Regions from separate parts of the Mustela erminea genome. Here region 2 is linked to region 1. Evidence: chromatin contacts called from public Hi-C data. All regions are on one chromosome and are shown on one strand. The core of a region is the stretch at or near the end of the contact, and the rest is flanking DNA. Distances in the headings are between cores, read along the strand shown.

What was found. A called contact is a pair of places that touch in the nucleus more often than the background predicts.
Region 2: a contact with region 1 is called in a Hi-C map of fibroblasts, with 3 times the contacts expected there. The contact joins the enhancer-like site here to the promoter of AJUBA in region 1. A contact is called at or near these places in 3 of 3 Hi-C or Micro-C datasets (fibroblasts, skeletal muscle and spleen).

The regions. Positions count from the first base shown.
Region 1 is chr5:74,736,476-74,740,891 of mMusErm1.Pri, reverse strand. AJUBA (LIM domain-containing protein ajuba) reads left to right here and starts at 2,348. Exons shown (of 8, transcript XM_032343818.1): 1 at 2,348-3,764. The coding sequence starts at 2,729.
Region 2 is chr5:74,815,483-74,819,898 of mMusErm1.Pri, reverse strand. All of the region lies in intron 8 of ACIN1 (apoptotic chromatin condensation inducer in the nucleus), which reads left to right. Among named protein-coding and RNA genes, the nearest start is that of CDH24, 12 kb to the right of the region's middle. Within about 2 kb of position 2,443, the one cell type or tissue checked has open chromatin away from gene starts, as enhancers often do. A contact at or near this core is called in fibroblasts, where this site is marked.

The sequences.
Region 1 (4,416 bases), core at 1,099-3,598:
GTATTCTGCAGTGGCTCAGGAGAGGAAACGTCTGGTCAGAAAGTGATGGTAAGAGGAGGACAGATTTGGAAGTTATTTAAGAAGCTGAACTGAGAGGATTTGGTGACTGACAGGCTTGGTGATGAGAGTTGGTTGGACCTTAGATGGAGGGAGGAGGACAGAAGGTTGGTGTTCCCGTTTCGGGCTTAAGCAGCTAAGTGCTTAAGGTGCCATTTCTTCAGGGGATGCTGGAGGAGCCAGTTTCGGGAGGCAGGGAAGGTGAAGTCAGTTGAGAGTGTTGTATGCCTTTGAGACAGCCAAGTAGAGATGCTAGCGGTCAGCTGAGTTTTTAAATCTAAGAAAGTCTGGGCTAAGGGCCCAGTCAATGGAGCATGCAACTCTCTATCTCAGGGTCATGAGTTCAAGCCCCAGGCTGGGTGTAGAGCTTCCTTATAAAAGAAAAAATGTCTGGGAGCCATCTGTGTACACAATTCATAATTCAAGTCTTGAGGAGGGAGAACAAGGCCTGTGGAGCTCCCGGCTCTAGTCGAGACTATGGAATGGTTACCCTGAGGTCCTAAGCACTCTGGAGCGTGCCTTCAGTGCCTCCTTCCGCCCCTTCACTTGTCTCTGGTTCTTGTTATCCCCTGAAAACACAGGTGGTTGGTCCCAGCTGGGCCCATTGCTGCCACCACCAACTCCCACAGGGGCTTCCTTTAAAGGCTTCTCAACTTTTCCTAAGGTTCACTCTCCCATCCCCACTCCAAAGTGGGAAAGCTTCCAAATATAAGAGGCTCTGTGGATATTTTGGTTGTAAGTAGTAGGAAGGAAGAATCCAAGTTCTCTTTCCCCATCTGGAGACAGGAAAGGAGGGAGATGTCACTCACAGCGGGTTCTGGATGCAACCTGATAGCTCCCCTCTGTTACTAATGCTTTCAGTGTTCCCAGCTTCTAGTCTGATACTGAACTCTCCTCTGGATCAGAGAAAAGCTGTAGGCCTGACAGGGAAAGAGAGAGGCTGGTTCTCCAGAGAGATGAGGTCAGGGAGACAATGCAGCTAGGACAAAGAAGCCAAATAGTTTGTGCCAAATTAATTTCCCCAAAGATATTAACTTCCTTTGCTTCCCCATTCCCTAAGGCTACACTAAGATTAGGAAAGGTGTTCAAAATGTTGAAATGAAAATAATATGCATGATTTGTTTGCATATAATTTTCATGCTCATTTACTATCTAAATACAAAGGAATCATTTCCTTCCCCATTCTACCTCCTCTGCTCCTTGCCCCTGATACGCTAGTCAGGGCAAAATCAGTTGCACTGGTATTTAATTAGACACGTTTAGTTTCAGCCACCTTTTCTTCCTTTCCTTATTCTTCATTTTTCCAGTACGTCCAACACTAGAAGCCTTCTCTTTCCCTTTTCCACCCTGATCATTTTCACTTGCTAGATCGTCTAAATGACATTTCTTTTCTTCCTTTTTAATGCTTACCCTTTATCACAATCTCCTGTGGGCCCACCATCAGGGAGGGGTCCGTTAGCCCTAACACCAGGCCTCCCATCCCCCTTTTCGCCTGAGAGAGTTGCTAAAAATCTCTCTTCCCAACACCAGGGGGTGTCTTCTAGTCCTCTAACCGTTCTACCCGGACGGTAGGGATGAGTCCCAACCCTCTTCCTCACTATTTTTGCATAGACACCAAAGTTCCTTCCCTCCCTACCGTCGCGGAGCTTTGGGTTCAGAAAGTGGTGTTATTTTATTGCAGTTTATCTGTTGAGCTCTCATTCTGTCTGGACTTGGACAAATTTGCCTTTTTCGCAGTCTGCTCATCCTTCGGTCTGCGCACCACCCACGATTTCCTCCCTTTGCTCCAGCTCCCCCTTTCTTTCGCTACCTGTCTTCCACCACCTCTCTACGTGGGCTTCCTCGCCCTTCTGGACTCTTCCCATACGCGTCTCTGACCTCTTTATGTATCTACCTTTCTCCCTGCCCCCTCTTTATGGGTCTCATTACTTCTGTGCCGGTCTCTCTTCATCTCTCCCACAGTCCCCACAGTAGGAACAAAGTCACGATGTTTGCGCAGAACATGCCTCGCGTCGCCCCGTCAGGGACCGCGACATTCCACCGTGCCCCTCCGCGCATTCCAACTGCAAACAAAGAGTTCCTTGCCCCCCTCCCCCACTTTTCCCGGTCCCACTTCCTGAGAGATGTAGTAGCAGCTGCCCAAACTGCCCCTCGGCCTCCCTTCGTCTCCGGTCGTTGGGTCTCCACCTCCAGGGAGTTAGCACCAGCACCACCCTCCCCCTCCGGCGCACTAGAGATCCCTGCGCAGGCACCCCCGTTCCTCTCGCACACAGCGCTCCGCCCCTCCCGGAAAGTAGATCCGGCCAGGCAGACAAAAGTTTGGGAGAGAAGTTCGGTCTGTGCTGAGTGTGAGAGCGAGGGGGGCGGGGGCCGGGGAGAGTGGGGCGGCTGGGCGAGTGGACGCGTGAACAGACTGACCTGCGGATGGGACAGCCGCGGCCGTAGGCCCTTCTAGCCCCGCTTAACTCCTGATGCGCGGGGGGAAGCAGCCCCTCTCGCTGGGGGATGCTGCGGGATTCCCGGTACCGGGCATCTGGGCCGCCCGCTGACCCCCTGTGCCTACCCCGTGCCCCCGGGGAACCGGAGTCCGGCCGCTGGAAAAGAGAAGCGGCCGCCGAGAAGCTGCAGGGTGCCCGGCGGGGAGGGGGCTGGAGGCCCCAGGCCCGAGGGCATGGAGCGGTTAGGGGAGAAAGCCAGTCGCCTGCTGGAGAAGTTAAGGCTCTCCGACTCCGGCAGCGCCAAGTTCGGCCGCAGAAAGGGTGAATCTAGCCGGTCTGGGTCTGATGGGACCCCCGGGCCGGGCAAGGGGCGTCTGAGTGGGTTGGGGGGGCCTAGGAAATCAGGGCCCCGTGGAGCTACTGGGGGACCTGGGGATGAGCCGTTGGAGCCAGCCCGGGAGCAGGGCCCCCTGGACGCTGAGCGGAACCCGCGCGGCTCCTTTGAGGCGCAGCGCTACGAGGGCTCCTTCCCCGGGGGGCCGCCTCCCACCCGGGCCTTGCCTCTACCTCAGTCATTGCCCCCCGACTTTCGGCTGGAGACCACGGCCCCAGCTCTAAGCCCACGCTCCAGTTTCGCCAGTAGCTCAGCCAGCGACGCCAGCAAGCCGTCCAGCCCCCGGGGTAGCCTGCTGCTGGACGGGGCGGGGGCAGGCGGAGCCGGAGGTAGTCGACCCTGCAGCAATCGCACCAGCGGCATCAGCATGGGCTACGACCAGCGCCACGGCAGCCCCCTGCCCGCCGGGCCCTGTCTGTTTGGCCCACCCTTGGCTGGGGCTCCAGCGGGGTATTCCCCTGGAGGGGTGCCGTCCGCCTACCCGGAGCTCCACGCCGCCCTGGACCGATTGTGTGCTCACCGGCCCGCGGGGTTCGGCTGCCAGGAAAGCCGCCACTCCTATCCCCCGGCCCTGGGCAGCCCCGGAGCTCTAGCCGGGGCCGGAGTGGGAGCGGCAGGGCCCTTGGAGAGACGCGGGGCGCAACCCGGACGACACTCAGTGACCGGCTACGGGGACTGCGCCGCGGGCGCCCGATACCAGGATGAGCTAACAGCGTTGCTGCGCCTGACGGTGGGCACGGGTGGGCGAGAAGCCGGCGCCCGCGGGGAACCCTCGGGGATTGAGCCGTCGGGTCTCGAGGAACCGCCAGGTCCTTTCGTTCCAGAGGCCGCCCGGGCCCGGATGCGGGAGCCGGAGGCCAGAGAGGATTACTTCGGTGAGTCAAAGAAGTGGTTAGGGACGGGACAGGACGGGACCCATCACCGCCTTCCTTTCCTCACTGCCCCGACGGCCCAAATTGCCGGCGCCGGGAAGTCGGAGGCGGAGACGCGGAGCTAGAAGAGAGGCAAGAGGGATTTCCCCTTCCCACTAGGTCTCAAATGGACCGTGGGCCCCTTATTCCTGCTACATTCAACCCCCTGATTATCTCGTGAGTCCCAGTTGAAGCTTTGGAGCCTCCGTTTTTCGCGGTAGGAGGCCTCGTGGGGAGGGGACCAAGTGGGGAGTGAGAGCATCTCCCCATCCTGCTCCCCCCTTGGCGGCGGTGCCCCGGCAGGCTTCTGCGCGCCGCGCCCCTACCCGGGCCCAAGCTCCGCCCGCAGGAATTCGGGGAATGCGCGGGTGGGGGGCGGGGCGGGCAGGCCGCGTGCGTGCCGGCTCCTGCCCGGGCGCTCCAGGTGCCCGCGGGCGGGGCTGGCCGCGCGGCGCGGGGCGGAGGGTGGGGTGAGGTGGGGCGGGGTGGGGGGTGCTGCTTGCTAACACGCGCGGAGCTGTGGCGGCGGGCGGGTAGTGGAGCCTGGGAGAGAGGGTGAAGCTCTCGGGGACGGAAAGCAGTGACCCTGCTGTTGGCTTGTCCGGGTCATGCTGGC
Region 2 (4,416 bases), core at 1,194-3,693, 79 kb before region 1:
TAGTTCTGTCCTTTTCTTCTGGGCTGCAGATGCTTTTTGTGCTGTTCAATTATGGATAGAGGTCTCCTGTCCCTAAGCCCCCATGCAGTTTCACAGATTTTTCAAAGATACCAGAAATATTTGTGCAAGAACTTAAATGTGGGAAGGGAGATGTCTAGATGCCTTTTGTTTAAAAAGGGCTACAAAGAAAAGCTGTGTGGACCTCTGACAAGTAGCTGACAAGGCTTTGGGACTGGTCCTGCAAGCCAGTAGGTTTGAGTCTCTTTTGGGGGCAGTTTCAAGGATTCCCCTTTTTCTTATGAAAATAAAGTCTTTGGAATCCTGGATCCCACAGAATTGTTTCTGGGGAAATAGATGACACAAACTCACTGAGTCTAAAGAAGGCCAAGGATAATGTCATAACATTCTCATTCTTGAAAAACGAGAAAGAATTTCCAATGAAAGAAAAATTTTTCCTCCAGGGAAGCTACTTCTGGAGAGGCATATTGGCAGCTGAAACTATTTTAAGACAGTTGATGGATAGAGAACGTTTATTTGAGGATGTTGGAAGGTAACATTCTTTGTGAGGTAACATTCCTTGTGGGAATTCCATCTAAAGTGATGTTTAAGAAGAAAACTTTGGGGTGCTTTGTGGCTCTGTTGAGAGCATGCGACTCTTGATGTTGGGGTCATGAGTGCAAACCCCACATTGGGTGTAGAGCTTACTTCAAGAAGAAGAAAACTTAGATCAGCAGGCAGTCATTAAAGTGTCCACTTGGTACACACAATGACAGCCTAGTTCAGAAATATTTACTGACCATTTCTTTGTGTTAGGCCCTGGGCTAGGGTTGAGAAATGTAGTCCCTGACCCTGAGGAGTCCTACAAGGTGGAGGTGTGGGGCAAGTCATCCAGCGGTTATTATAAAGTGATGAGGTCCTTGCTGAAAACCTGTCAGACCAACTACTGAGTGCCTTCACATCAGAGAAAGTGCAGTCTACTCTTTGAGAAAACTCAGAAAAAGCTCCATAGGTGGTATCAAATGAGATAAATGGCATATTAAATGTACATGTTTTTAATGCATATCCTTACCTTGACCTGGAATGTTGTCCAAGCCAGACTTCTGAGGGCAAAGCCTTATCATACTGTTCCATGAGATAGGTATTTTGTGATCCCCACTTTACAGGATCAGAGACTAGCCCAGTGTCACAGAACTTGTGTGGGAACAGGTCAGGTCATGATTGGGCCCTAGCCAGTTTGACTGCAGAGCTCAGAGTCTTAATGAGCAGACAGGGATGACTAAGTGAAAGGGAACTTTTAGAGTAATGTGTAAACATGACCACTTTAGCATGTAGTCAGCATGTACAAGATTCTAAGGAGTGGGGAGGAAAATTTATTCCTGGCTGAAAGCTCTGATACTACAAATGAGATAATAAATACCAAGCTTTTGATTAAATACCTTACTGTTAAACCTCTGCTGCCGCTAGGATGCAAAAGGAGCATCTCTGTAGTCAAAAAAGGAGTCTTTGAGCATCTACTGAGTGTGGTTTTTTTTTGTTTTGTTTTGTTTTTTGAGTGGTTAGAGTCAGCTTATTTCACATTTAGTCTGGTGAAGATGCCCATGATTAATAATTTCCATTTAGTTCCCAAACACTTCAGGCCCAGCAGACAGCCCTCTACACCCCCCCCCCCCACCAACCGCCCATGTAACAGCTCTCTCTGGCTTCCTATCTACTTCGGAGCCCCCACCTTGGAGCCCTTGCTCCAAGAAGTGGCCTTCATGCTTCAGCTACCCAAGGTCCCCTTGCCCTGTTTATCCTTTTCCTTTCTGGCTCCAGTGGACCCCAGGGCAGGGTGACCTGATTAAAGACTCTGTGAAACAAAGTTGTCTGTCATCTCTTCAGAGACATCTCTCCCCCTCTCTACTGGTAATTCAAAAAGGAGCTCTCTTCTATCCTCTCCTCCCGCCATCCCTGGAGAAAAGACAGGTTGGAGTAATAACACGTGGTCATTGCTTAGGGTGAGCAGCCAGCTAGCTCCTCCAGTGATTGGATAGAGCCAGTTCTCATCCCACCTCCCTGCATGAACAGCTGACTGGCTTCTAGGATGGAAGGAGGTGGGCACATGAAAAATTGCTCATGACCCTCCATTCTGTGTCTTTTTAAACTTTGACTTTGTTATCTTCCTTCTTTAGTCATTTTTAATTCCCAAACTCGGCTGTTTCCCTTTCTTCTTTTCTCTGGAATCTTCCAGGCAAGCAGCTGTAACTTTGTATGTCCTCTCCACCCAGCCCCCCGCCCCCGCCCCCTGGGAAGACAAGGAGAGTGCACCCTTTCCCTGTGGGGTTAGGCCTCGGTAGCTGTTGTAACCTGAGAAAAGAAGGAAAAAGGCCAGGCCTCTTGAGCCAGCAGTGAGCTCCCTGTGGCCTGCCAGAGGATAAGAACCTTGCTCACTCAGCGCCCTCCCTCTTCTCTTTCCCCTCCCCTGCTGCAGCAGGGCCCTCCCCCATCCGCACACACGGGCTGCTGGGTAAGTGGCAAGATGGCTCCCCTGCATGTCTCCGGCTGATCGCCGCCGCTCCGCCAATACAATAGAGCCAGCCACTACCAGCAGCCTGGCCCTCTTCCTCCTCCTTCTCCAGAGAGACCAATCCAGCTGAACTCGGGGTTTGCCGTGAGGACTTAACGCTTATCTCTTAAAAGCCAGATCTATTTTAGCCTCCCCTCTCACCACCACCACCACCACCTCCCCTTCCATTTACCATTTTTTGGATCCCCAGTTGCTGCATCTCGATTTTCTCTCTCTGGATCGGGTGGCTGGGGAGGAGGTGGTGGGCTCTTGGGACAAGGAAGGTGTTGCGGGTTTTTTTTTTTAATTTTTAGGATTTTTTTTGTTTGGTTTTTGTTATTTCTTCCATTCCAGAAAGGGATAAACAGCACTTCCAGGGGGAGAAAAAAATCATGTTATCAGAAAGCAAAGAAGGGTGAGAGCTTCACATTTCCATGTATCCCTTTTCCCCACCGCTCTAGCCTACCTCATCCTCCTCCTCTTCCCCATGGCTTTCATTCCGTCTTTTCGTTTTGGTTTGTTTTCAGTCATTCTGCTTTCCCCCTTTGTCCTTCCTGCCTGGTTTCTAATTGGCCCAACTTGCCCTCTCCGTATGGGAAATAGGTATTTTTTGTATAAGTCTTTTCTTTAGATTTAGGCAGTTGAATCGCGTGTTTCTGTGGGTGCCGGATAGCTGGGGGCACAGTTCCGATTTTCCCCTCCCCCTTCCCGTGCATCCCTCCCTGCCTGCTCTGGGGAGGCTGTTCTGACCTCTGAGTGTCAGTCAGCCTATGGGGAATGCTGAATTTTCTGGTGGTGGTTCTCAGTGTGGGGATGCTTCATTTCCCCTCTCCTGGGTCTTGGGCCTCTGATCATCTTAATTTGATTTTTTTTTTCCCCTTAATGTTTTGGGTGGTAGTGGGAGTGAGATTAGAGATAGAAGTTACGAATGAAGACAGAAAAAGGAGATGGGAAGATAGTTTATCTTAAGTGAATCTCTGGGATTCATTCCCTGAAGTGGGAGCTAACTTGTGTGATTCAGAGTGGGGGTGGGGGGATTCAGTATTTGTAGTGGGGAGGGGATCCAGGGTGTGGGGGAGGGTGTGTCCTGACTGGGAGGCCTGCTCTCTTTATCTCTTGGAAGTTGGAATGAGGGAGTGGGAGAAACTGGGCGAAAGCTGAATGTAAGAACAATTCCTACACCTCTGAGAAGGTAAAAGTGGCCTGATTCTTCTCTGAGCCTTCAAACTCCAACATTTGTCATTTTTCCTTTTGGATGAGAGTGTCCTTACTGAAGTTTGAACCCTTACCAGCCCTGCTTTCCCTGCAACCACAGCCTCCCCCCCCCTCCCCAATTTCTCCATTCCTGTTTCCAGATCCTGTGGGTCGGTAGGCCTTATTAAGCAGTTGATTGTAAACACAAGCGTGGGATCACTTGCCACAGCCATTCTTTCTTGTCTTAAGCAGTCAGGCTTCCCTTAATTTCTCATGCAATTTTGTTAAAAGATGCCTGTGGCCAGGGGATAGGGAGGGTATAGGGTTGTGGGCAAATCGGTCACATTTGAGGGACTGTTCAGAGGGCAGTTTTCTTTACTTGTAAGAGTACTCTGTTGAATTGCCTAAAAACAGTTGGTAGTCCTGACCCCACATGTCACAGCTTTATCCCATCTGAGCAGTGGGTGGATGTGGTTGCTACGATCTGTGCTCTTCTCCCAAGGAAAACAGTTTTCCAGTTTTCCTGTGGGGGCAAAGTATCTAGTCTCATCTGAAAAGCAGCTCTCCCAACCCCACCCAAGTGATGAGGCATGGGGGTTTCCTGACCCCAAACCTAACATCTTGCTCTCTCTTCCCCTTGGTTCTTCCCTGCCCTTCCCTCCCTACCTCTGCCCATA